4 separate regions of the Mus musculus genome follow, and all the other regions are linked to region 2. A link is a contact called in public HiChIP or PLAC-seq and Micro-C data. All regions are on one chromosome and are shown on one strand. The core of a region is the stretch at or near the end of the contact, and the rest is flanking DNA. Distances in the headings are between cores, read along the strand shown. Region 1 has its middle 28 kb from the start of Gm32776. Region 2 overlaps Gm51969 (a long non-coding RNA gene). Region 3 has its middle 8.2 kb from the start of Gm32776. Region 4 has its middle 47 kb from the start of Vrk1.

Evidence for each region. Hi-C and Micro-C count contacts between places; a contact is called where the count stands out from the background. HiChIP or PLAC-seq counts read pairs in DNA pulled down with a chosen protein or histone mark.
Region 1: a contact with region 2 is called in an H3K27ac HiChIP or PLAC-seq map of embryonic stem cells, with 5 times the contacts expected there. The contact joins two enhancer-like sites. A contact is called at or near these places in 1 of 484 Hi-C or Micro-C datasets (embryonic stem cells) and 4 of 115 datasets of contacts at active chromatin or transcription factors (embryonic stem cells and forebrain).
Region 3: a Micro-C map of embryonic stem cells shows a contact between it and region 2, with 2.1 times the contacts expected there. The contact joins two enhancer-like sites. A contact is called at or near these places in 1 of 484 Hi-C or Micro-C datasets (embryonic stem cells) and 3 of 115 datasets of contacts at active chromatin or transcription factors (all in embryonic stem cells).
Region 4: a contact with region 2 is called in an H3K4me3 HiChIP or PLAC-seq map of forebrain, with 4 times the contacts expected there. The contact joins two enhancer-like sites. A contact is called at or near these places in 1 of 39 promoter capture datasets (hippocampal neurons), 4 of 115 datasets of contacts at active chromatin or transcription factors (astrocytes, embryonic forebrain, embryonic stem cells and 1 more) and 3 of 9 other capture datasets (embryonic stem cells, embryonic tail and embryonic trunk).

The regions. Positions count from the first base shown.
Region 1 is chr12:106,174,001-106,176,700 of GRCm38.p6, reverse strand. No RefSeq gene overlaps it. Among named protein-coding and RNA genes, the nearest start is that of Gm32776, 28 kb to the right of the region's middle. Within about 2 kb of position 1,345, at least 66 of the 459 cell types and tissues checked have an H3K27ac peak or open chromatin away from gene starts, as enhancers often do. A contact at or near this core is called in embryonic stem cells and forebrain, where this site is marked.
Region 2 is chr12:106,473,230-106,475,929 of GRCm38.p6, reverse strand. The region is part of intron 1 of Gm51969 (a long non-coding RNA gene); the gene reads right to left. Among named protein-coding and RNA genes, the nearest start is that of Gm32876, 4.7 kb to the left of the region's middle. Within about 2 kb of position 1,264, at least 30 of the 459 cell types and tissues checked have an H3K27ac peak or open chromatin away from gene starts, as enhancers often do. A contact at or near this core is called in embryonic stem cells and forebrain, where this site is marked.
Region 3 is chr12:106,137,361-106,140,060 of GRCm38.p6, reverse strand. No RefSeq gene overlaps it. Among named protein-coding and RNA genes, the nearest start is that of Gm32776, 8.2 kb to the left of the region's middle. Within about 2 kb of position 1,375, at least 7 of the 459 cell types and tissues checked have an H3K27ac peak or open chromatin away from gene starts, as enhancers often do. A contact at or near this core is called in embryonic stem cells, where this site is marked.
Region 4 is chr12:105,961,485-105,964,184 of GRCm38.p6, reverse strand. No RefSeq gene overlaps it. Among named protein-coding and RNA genes, the nearest start is that of Vrk1, 47 kb to the left of the region's middle. Within about 2 kb of position 1,329, at least 119 of the 459 cell types and tissues checked have an H3K27ac peak or open chromatin away from gene starts, as enhancers often do. A contact at or near this core is called in forebrain, where this site is marked.

The DNA.
Region 1 (2,700 bases), core at 96-2,595, 300 kb after region 2:
GTGGTTCACTGCAGGCTGTACCTGTGACTGCAGAGGATCTGTTGCCTTCCTCTGGCCTCTATGGATAGCAGAAACACAGGCAGTGTACACGCATACACACGGGAAAAAAAAGTCATGCACAGAAAAAAGTATATAGCCTAATCTTTATTAAAGTAAATAATAAACAGTTGCTGAGGAGAAAAACCCAAGGTTGTTCTCTGAGCCCCACATGGAAGCTCTCTCTCTCTCTCTCTCTCTCTCTCTCTCACACACACACACACACACACACACACACACACACACACACACACAGCATATGCAGAGAGAAAGAGAAAGAGAGAGTCTGAGACCTGAAAATTCAGAACATTGACACTTTTGTGTGTCCCCCAGGAAGGTCTGGGCACAACATACATTGGACACCACCCGTTACTGTGGACTTGTCATGATAACACATGACTAGAAACAGGACTGCACCTACTCAGCATCACGGGCCTGGGGACACCAACTTGCACTACTTTTAGGGTCTCATGAAAATGTTTAAGTTACTTAAAATCAGATTAAAATTATTAATAACCTAGGCTAACAAGTGAGCCAGCCTGGGTTATCTTCATCTTTGTTGTGCAAGGTTATTTGAAAACAACCCAAGGTGGTAGACCTGAAGGGCTGGCTCTCCATGACAAAGGAAACAGTGGGACACCAGCAGCTGGGTCACTCACACCATAACCACTAAGCAGAGTGGCCTTCAATAACTGAAGATTCTGTCTGACCTTCGAGAACTTCCTGAGTATAAGAGAGGACCTCCCTGGGTCCTCAACCAGAGGTCTCTGATCAGCCTCCCTGGTGGGCTGCTGTGCAGCCAGAAGAGACCTGGAGCCTAGGCTGGGGACTTGTACTTACATTCAGATAATTCCTGAAGGCCAGGAATCAAGCCACAGCCCTGGTAGATGGGGGGACCAAGGAGGTCAGTGTCAGATCTGCTTGGAAATCCTGCCTTGAGATGAAATCAGTTCTCTCTACCCACAAGGGCAAACGGGGAAAGTTCCTGGGGCAGGCGAGGAGACCCCCCCAGGGCGTTGCCCCCACTGTGACTCTGATCATCCTGTGGCCTTGGCAGCAAGGCTGTAGAAGACCGGATGGGTCTTGCGGTTCAGGAGTCCAGCCTGGCAGTCTCTATATAACCTTTGCGAGACGCCTGCATATTTCACCCTTCCAGGCGAGCACTTTTTTTTTTTCTTTTTGTCATTCCAATTTCATTTCCGGGGCTGTGTGGACTGCGGGCTCAGCAGTCACTCCGGTCTGAAGTGACTCCTGGGACCTCCTCACTGTTCTATATGCAAATGGCCTTGCACCTGGGCAGCCGAGCAGGCTCGCAGACAGTTTAGTTATGCAAATCTGATTGATCGAGAGCATATTGCGGGAGCTTGCACAAGGCCTGGGACACTGGCAGCTATATTTCACTGGCTAAATTCCTGAAGAAGGGGGGAGAAATTAAATGCCAGGCATTTTGATGCATATTCCCTTCAACCCCTGTCGCGCGGCAGGGCTTTGCCTCTGAATGCGCTCAGCACTCGGGTTAGAGCCACTAATGCAATTTTTGCACGCGGGGTGTGTTATTGCTGAATTAACAGAAGGCTTGTTTTCCGTGTAAAAAGCCAGTCGCTGAGATGTCGCTAGCACAATAGGTCTGTCAGTCGATTTGAAATAATTCCCCAGGCAAACGCAGTAAAGGCAGTGTTTAAAAAAAAATAATAATTAGGTCCTTCGGCCTCCAAATGCTCACCCAAGTGAAAGGGACCCCAAGCAAGTTCCTCCGACTCCCTCCTCCGCAACAAAGGTAAAGCATACCGCAGGGACCCTGATTACACATTGTCATGCTGTGTGGAAAGCGCTTGTCTGTTTCCCAAACACTGAGCTTGAAGAGGGAGATGGAGCAGCCGACAGCCGCAGCTGCCTGGGAGAAAAATAAATTTTAAAAGAAGAAACTCGAATCTGCTTAAACTAATAAATTCCTCATCCGACACCTTGCATTCATGCATGCTGAAGTCTGAGGCTCGGGAGGCCCATCCGGCTGCACGGCATTCTCCGTATTGATTTATAATCACTGATAAATAAGATAGACCTACACCGCGCACGAGGGCTGCAGAAGAGGGAAAGGGATTTTTTTTTTTTTTTTTTTTTGCCAGTGTCTCTCCCCAGCACCGGTGCATCGAAATTAAAAATAAATCAATGTTATGTGCGGGAGAAGAAGATGATGGGAAGAGATAGGAAGAAAGAGGACTACATTTTTGCCTGGTGTGTCATCCCTGGTGAATGGGACAGGAAAAGCAGATCTCGGCCCCTGCGGACCCTGAAGAGAAGGTGGTCACGTGTGCAGCTTGGCTCGGGGCTTCCTCTGCTTGCGAGATTGGGTGAGCGTCCTGAGCTAAGTTAGCAAACGCGAACTTCACTCATTCCCTGACGTCAGTCACGTTACCTGCTGCCTCAAACGGCTCGGACGACACAGGAACGTGGACGCTGTCGGCTCCGCAGAAGTCACGTGGACACACGCTACTCCTGTGGACATTCGCAGCAGCTGCAAAGCAAAGGAGGAGAGGGAAGGGAGGGGGGGGGGAGACAGAGAGAGACAGAGAGAGAAGAGAGCAGAGGGGGGATTCTTGGGGATAAAGTTTACAGAAGTGCTGAGCTTAAATCCTTCCTTTGCCTCTACCCTAAGGTCTGCTC
Region 2 (2,700 bases), core at 15-2,514:
AAAAAACTTTTGAATTTTTTTTCCGTTTTCAAGAAAAAAAAATTGGCGTGCCTCCAGGTTTTAAGAATGTGGTTAACACAGAAAATGACAGAAAGAGAAAGTGTGTGTGTGTGTGTGTGTGTGTGTGTGTGTGTGTGTGTGTGTATTTGCAGAAAAATCTCAGAACACAATATTCTCCTAGGCCAGGCTGAGGTTTTTCTGGACGAAGGTGCACCTGGCACTCTGGGTGAGAAAGAGGATTTTGTATTTATGGGCAATGGGATTGTTCTGGCAAGTTCCACAGCATGCCCCGGAGCTGACATCTCATAGAAGCATCTTCCAGCATCCCAGACTCCCATACACACCAGAGAACCAGTCTACACCCGAGAACACGGCTCAAAAAAGGGTTTTGGAGAGGAGAAGAGGAATCGTTTTGTCATTGGAAAGTCTAAGGGGGTCCCCTCCCCCCGATACACGGAATACTCACCAAACGGGAGCAGAACGGTTTTTTTTTCTTTCTTTTTTTTTTCTTTTTTGAAATGTGCAACTGTGTGAAACTTGTCTGGTTTCAGATTTACACAGAAATGTGGGCCCGTCTTGTTTTCATCCAAACAAACTCAAGCTGAAGAACTGTCTTTCCTAAACTGGGAGCACATTCCTGTTCCTTAACCCACCAGTGCTGGGTTCCCCCGGAGCGTATTAAATCTACGCAACACAGAGAGGTGCTTTCTGTCTTGTTTTCTGGAGGCTGAGCCCAGCAAACCCAGTAAACAGGTGGAAGACTAAAAAGAGCCATGAAAAAAAAAAAAAAAAACACACAACAAAAATAACAGCGACCTGTCCCCAGCCTTGAAAAACAGCCTAACTCCAGAGGTGCAGTGTGTACTTGCGTGGCCTCAAATAATGTTTGTCTCGCAAGAAAATGCGTAGCTTTCAGCGATAACACGGGACAGCGCTTCCTAACTTGCTAGTGGCCTGGCCTGCGTCCTTCTGATAAGAGGTCAGAGGTCACCGAGGCTAAAAGATGAGAACCCGTGCTTCCTTCTGCTCAGATCTGCAAGGAACAATTAAAGGCAGTTTTGCATTAAGGACTGACGTCCTCCTCAGTCTGGTGCCCCGGCGGTAAGCACAGCTATAGAATGCCTGTCCCTGTGGGGTATCCCCGCTCAGACCCAACCTGGCACTTTGGTACTACGCAGCTGGAATTTGAGGAAGCTCGTATTGAAAGGGGATGGTTTAGTAAGATGCAACGGAAGGTGCGGTGCGCATGCGCCTCCGGGGGAAAGCCATGGAAACTGCACCTTGCAGAACCTATCTGAAGGCCTAGGACCAAAGAGGTATTAGGGCTGAGCCAGAGAGACCCTGTTTGGAGCAGAACTATCAGAGGCAAGTGGTGCAGACACCGCGGATCTGGCTGGAGTTCAGAGGTCGTTGCAAGGGCTTTAACTCTGAGAGCTGTAGGGGAGTCAGCGAGGAGCTTTGAGCCTTCTGATTGCGGCACATTTTGGGAGAGGGGGCACAGGAACACACAAGCAGAGGTTCCCGAACAGCCCCGTCAAACCACCGCCAGGCTTCAGAGGCTCAAGCGTTGCTGTCGTTTTGGTTTTTGGTTTCCATGTTTCAGTTTACAAAAGGGTGATGATTTTAAAAATTAAAAAAAAAAAAAGTGACGATAGTGAATGAGGAAGAGAGTGTGCTTTCGGGCCTGAGTTCAGAGTTTATATAGAGAAGCTCAGCTGGGCTGGGGACATGACTCCCTGGGTAAAATGCTTGCTGAGCAAGAATGGGGACTTGAGCTCTGGAACCCACATAAAAAGCCAGGTCTGATGACACACTTTGTAATACCATCACGGGGCGGGGGCAGCGATGTGCAAGACCCCAAGATCAATGGTCAGGCAGCCTAGTCTGCTGGATGAGCCCCGGGCCATTGAGAGAGCGTGTGGTAGAAGACACCGGACTCGATCTCTGGGCTTATTAGACACACATATAAGCACACATAGGCACCCTCCGGCTCATGCTCTTCACAGAAACAGATACACACAGAGACACTCACATGAAATGGGAGAGGAAGAAGTTAAATTGAGAGAGACTTTACTGCACAGTGAAAAAGTCACACTAGAGACACTCCTCCCCACCGCCACCACCCCCACACCTCCTCTAAGCGTTGGCGGGAATTCCTAAAGGACCCAATTCTTGGTGCACTCTCTGAATGCCAGGTTTGGCATCCCCATGGGTTCAGGGCCCTTGCTACACTTTATATACCAAGCACGTGTATTCCTAAGCTAACCCACGATGCACAGTAGTTGACAGGTTCTTCCTACTCTGCTTTTCATCTCACTGAACTGTCCAGGGCCTCATTGTCTCATCTGTAAAATGGGAACTCTAACTTGGAGGCCTGGCTTCCTGGAGAGAGTCAGGCATACACGGAGACCACCATGCATCTAAAAGCACTGCACAGATAAATATGCGGTATTTACATAATTATGCCTCATTATATCCTTGGGTTTTTTTTTTTAAGGAATAAAAGTAAGAAAGCTAAAAAAAGACATCTAAACAAAGAGTTTAAGTAATGTATGCAGAGAATATGTGTATACACATATAGAGTTACAATGAAGATTTAAAAAAATAATGTGTGCAGTCAGGGGTGGCGCACGCCTTTAACCCCCACACTCAGGAGGCAGAGGCAGCTGGGTCTCTAAGTTCAAGTCCAGCAATGGTCTA
Region 3 (2,700 bases), core at 126-2,625, 340 kb after region 2:
GAGGCTGCAGGTCCACCTCACAGTACAGCCCTGGGAGATAAGAGTGAGCAGAAGAAGAAAGAGCGCCCCCACCCCCACCCCAGGCTCCATGCACGGGGTTGAGTTATCCTGGGAAAACCATGCCGGGCAGGTTGGACCCTGAGCAGGCCAACAGCGCCTGAGTGAGGAAGACAACTGACCAGGATTGGGATCCGTGGGAAGCCACAGCTAACAGTGTCCTCGGAGGGAGCCAGCCAGAACAAACATTTTCCATGAGAAAGCATCCCCAACCCATCATCAGTCAAAATCTGAAAGCAAGACTGGTTTTTCCAATTTATTTAGAATTATCCTCGGTGCTGATTAAGGCAGTGGCGGTTCTCCGTGCGCCTCCTCACTTCACGTAACCCGTCACTTCACGTTTCCAGTGGGGGTTTTTTCGGCAGTGCAAGCTGCATAAATTATTGAAACATTATTTTATTTCCCCAGCCCCCTGTGACAGAAATAGGTTTTCTGAAAGCAGATCTTTCCCTAATCAGTTTTGTTTTTTTTTTTTTTTCTTGATTTCGAGTCCAAATAGCTCTGTGAATGTGGGGCTGACAGATGTGCGGCGCTGGTTTGCTCCTTTAGTGTGAACCGAGTCACCGTGGGGAGATGAAGAGAGAGACTCTGCTATCAAGGGTCCCTGTTATTGGTGCCTGGGAAGTAAGAGACTTCCAGCATGTGTCTCTGCGGGACAAGGCAGAGGGAGGTGGTATCGTGGAGTCCTGTGCAGAGAAATATTGTCCTGCCTACTCAGGCTCATGGGTAAGGGTCCTAGGAGCTGGGTCTGTGTCTCCACAGACCTCCTTTAGGTGAGGGCCTCCAATTTTAGACAGCTGGTCTTGCCCAGTGAGAGTCCAGGAATCTAGTTAAGTGTCCCCAGCACACATGACGCCATCTGAAGAGGACTACTTCGATGGTGACCCATACCTGAAGCCTAAGGAGATTTGATTGGTGAAATGCTTATGACACGCAGGTATGTGGGCCTGGGTTCAAGTCCCCAGGTCTCATGTATAATAGATACAGGACCTCATGCTTTGGTAGTCCTAGTGCCCTCTGGGAAGACGGGAGGTGCAGGCAGTAGAATCCCAGGATGCTCTCTGCCCAGCTAGCTTGTGAGCAGTGACAAGCAGTGACAAGTGACCGGTGAGGACCAGCATAGAAGCTGTCCTCTGACTTCTGCATGTGCTCTATGTGCCTATGCTCACACACGGATGCCCTTACCACACGTACATCGCACACACATACACACAAAAAAATTGAAAACCGTTTAGAAAGAAACCACTCCACAGGCGTGCCCAGAGCTTTGTCTTGTGACTTGGTGTGCTGTCAAGGTGACATTCAGAATGAACCAACACAAAGGCCATGCCCCGAAGGCCTGAGGAGGCTGACAGGGAGTGTAACAGCCAGGCTTCAAAGCAAGGTTGACACTGGAGAACAGAGCCGTGAAGCAGTGTGTGTGTGTGTGTGTGTGTGTGCGCGTGTGTGCGCGCGCGCGCATGTGTGTTAGCTGCAGATCTACCGTGCTAAAACTCCAGTCTTGCCTATCACCTTAAGCATTTGGGCCTTGATGGGCACATTGGTGGTTGATTATTTTTGAGACAGGATTTTACTCTGCAGCACTGGCTGGCCTAGAGCTCACTATGTAGCACAGGCTGACCTCAAACTCACAGAAACCCTCCTGCCTCCCCAGCCTCAATTTTAAATTCGGTTACAGAAAGGCTCAGCCCTGGTCTCTCCTCCCTAGCAGTCTCTGTGGCTCAGGTGTGACACAGGATTTCCCCAGGCCTCTTTTCCTGTTTGTAAAGTTACAGTGCAGGACAAAGTGGCCTCATCTTCCAGGTTTTCCTTCCTTGACCGGATCTTGGATGCAGACAGAAGTCATTTCCACAGTGACCCATGGAACCCTGTCAGCGGGTTCTACCTGAGAAACGGAGACTATTGCAATTCGCTGACTACCACGTGACGCCATTTCCAAACTCCACCAACAAAAGCAAAAACCAATTTAGTTCATCTTCTTTGGACGAAAGACGAGCAAAGAAGTCTCTTAATGGGAAGAAAGTGGGCATCTTTATAGTCAGTCCAAGAAAACCACCAGTGAAATGGGCTTTGAGTCTCAAAACGCGTGTCTACAATTTTCTTTTTAACTTGGAGTCCCCAAAGTAGTGATTTTTAAGGACATTTTCTTGTATGACTCATGGCATCTGAAGAAAACTCTGCATTTGAGGTTTGCCATACCTGATGGAGTCCAAACATTCGCAATTCAAAGCCAGGGTTAGCTTTGCTTTGACTCGGCGTGTTTGCCACTGGATTTTATTTACCCCTATTTCAGGATGCCATGGGCCACTCGGCTACACTGTAGCGTCCTTCAATGACTTCAGCGTTTTGAGAGCCACCTGAGGCCACTTGCTACGCATAAAAGGATCATCATTTACAAAGAGCCACTCAGTTCTTCCCAAGCTAAGTGTGTGAAAGGCCACCATTCCGCTTGCTCCCAGGGCCTTCGTCTCTGGGTTCCTGCTGTTGTGGAAGAGCTGAGGTCAGAATGAAACTGGAGTAACAGGACACCTGCACACGAGTGTGACAATGGGAGGCTCATGGCTTTCCCTCCGAGTTCACTGACCAGTGTTCATGACTTTCTCTGAAATCTTTCCCCAGCGGTCTGAGTCCTTGACCCCTGTT
Region 4 (2,700 bases), core at 80-2,579, 510 kb after region 2:
GAAAGAAACCATGTTTGGTACCAGCTGCCTGGACGGGCGCGTCCAGATGTTTTCTGTGTGCGTCTGCATCTGCGTCCAGCCTCACCAGGACAGTCAGCGTGTCTGCCCGGGGTCCTGCGTTCAGGCTGACCACTCCATGGCCTATTCCCAAGATTTCTTCATGCCCCCTGTAGTTTGATTCTTTTTTTAAAATTACATTTATTTATTAATGTATTATGTAGGGCAGGGTATGTAGGCCCCGTGGCATCCTGTGGAGATCAGAGAACAACTTGCTGGAGTTGGTTTTCTTCTTCAGCTGATGAGCTATCTCACAGGCCTGTGATTAACATTTTTGGGTCCAAAATATTTTTTTAACCTTTCATATTATTTCTTTGGGCTGGATTCCAAGAAGTGGCATTACTGATAATGTGCAAAAGGTTCTTCGTATGGATTGCCAAATTATACTCCAGAAGGGCAGCGCTGTCTCGCCTCCACCCCTCCTCCCATCTCTGTCTCTGGTCTTCTCCCCCAACCCCACCCTGCCCCGTCCCCTTGGCAGGTGTGCCCACGGCTTGTTTGATCTTCCTCAAATCCCTACAACCTTTGTGAAGTCTGGAAACCAAGCTGACACACTTCACACTGAAGTAAGAAAGACGTAGGAGCCTACAGAGGGCTCCCCAGCACTGCCGGCTGTGGGGTCCTCTAGCCCGTGTCTTCTCCATTCTAACACGGTTTAGTAGTGACAGGTGAGAGAGAAGCAAACCGAAAGGATGAAATACAAAGGAAAAGTACACGCCAAAGAAGAAAGACGGTAGAAAACACGTGCTCTGTGGCGGGAGGCCGAGGAGGGACCTAGAAGGTGGCGAGAAGAGAACAGCAACAGGAGCGCTCAGAAAAGGAAGTCCGCTATCCCGGACACCCAAGATGGCCCAACTGGAGACAAAGTGAAACCAGCCCGGAGTTGAAGGCGCGGGCAGAAGAGGGGTGCGTAAAACAGGGACCGCCTGGCATTGCGACCTCTCCATGACCAGGAGAGACACAGTCTACGAGCTGGCGTGAAAGCGGGCAGCGGCTCGCTTGGAGTGTAGTTCTTGGACTGAGGGGGCAACACGAGAAAGGAGCCTTAAGCATGGAAAGAGCCGCCCAAAGCAGGCAATTAGCATCTCCCACCGTGGGGTCGCAGGAGCATCGTGCAAAATTACGTATCCAACTCCAGGAGTCCCTAGCGCCCGGCATACTCCGTGCACCCCGCACATCGAGTGCACTCAGCAACGGAGTGCACGCCACATCATCTCGCACACCAAGGGATTGCAGGCAGCTCAGCTGCGCAGCAGCCCATGACGATCCCAGATACTAACGCTAGAGGGAGCGCAAGGGTTGTCGTGCCTTGGGGTCCTGGACCATCCGGGCAGCCTGTAGGGTGCTGGGCTGCTCAGGGGTGCAGGGGTGTGGATGAGGCCCCGAGTGGCTGATGGGGGGGGGGCGTGCAGAGAGTTGTCGAGTGCCTTACTTGATGTTACACACAAGCCGTGTGAAACAGAAACTGGGCAAAGGAGGCAGGGCATACTGGTGCCCCCCCCCAACCTCCAACTCTGCTCCCCGGAACTTTTTAAGGGGGGGAAATAATCCGATCCCATCTGCACTTACCTCGTCACCTAACATGGGGGAGGGGAGGGGTAAGGGCGCGCGCACACACACACACACACACACACACACTCCACTTTCGAGGGGCGGGGGTGGTGGGCAGGCAAACTTTAAAAGGCTTTTAAGCAAAAAAAAAAAAAAAAAAAAAAAAGGAAAACGAGGTTGCACGAGGCTGAGGTACTTGAAATGATTTTTGTGTTGCAAATTGCTATGCTTTTACTGAGGGCTGATGAAAATAAATGAAGCGCCTCTCCCTCTTTTTGCTAATAAATGAAATGAAAAAAAAAAGCACCATTATTATGCCACCTGCTTCTAATTCCTAATTGTGGTAACTTAATTTTCGGATTGTTGTAACGGCTTGCTACCGCAGGCGCCCGAGCAAAAAGAAAAAAAAAAAGTATGGAAGGCCGGTTGGGTCTCTTTTGGCAGATGAGGTAGACTACGTGCAGGTTGGGTTTTTTATTTGCTTCTCGCATTGAGATTTACATATTGTATATTGGGAGGAGATCATCCAGCACTTTCTTCAGCAGCCCGAGGGGTGCTCGGGAGGAGGGAAGAGTCTGAGGTACTCCCTCAGCAGTGGCCGTGACAAAGTCCACGTTCCCCCCACCCCCACCCCGCCCCCCGCACTGAGATTGAATGTTGTTTTCTCTAAAAGAAGGAGGAAGTGTTTCTATAAACTGGTCCCTGGCTGCCTTCTACGAACCTTAAAGCCCTTAGAGACGCGGACTGGACTTGGTGGTGGGTTCCTCTGAATGGCGACCCTATTACCAGCTGAGCTGAGATACCCCTTTGGTTCCTTGCTCCCTGCTTGCTCCCTATACCCTGAAACACCTTAGGCAGAGTCCTGATATAAAAATTCTCCTGTCAAACGGACGTGAGCAGATCCACAACACAATAACTTCACCCAAGTCAAGGGTCCTGTTTTTACCATTGTAACCTAATTCCAAGTTCAAACTAAGAATTTTTTTTTTAAGTTCTGGGGTTATCAGGCATATTGGAAATCATCTGAAGGGTACATGTTTTCGATACTGTGATAAAAGGGTAGATTACTTCTTTAATCTACACATACACACA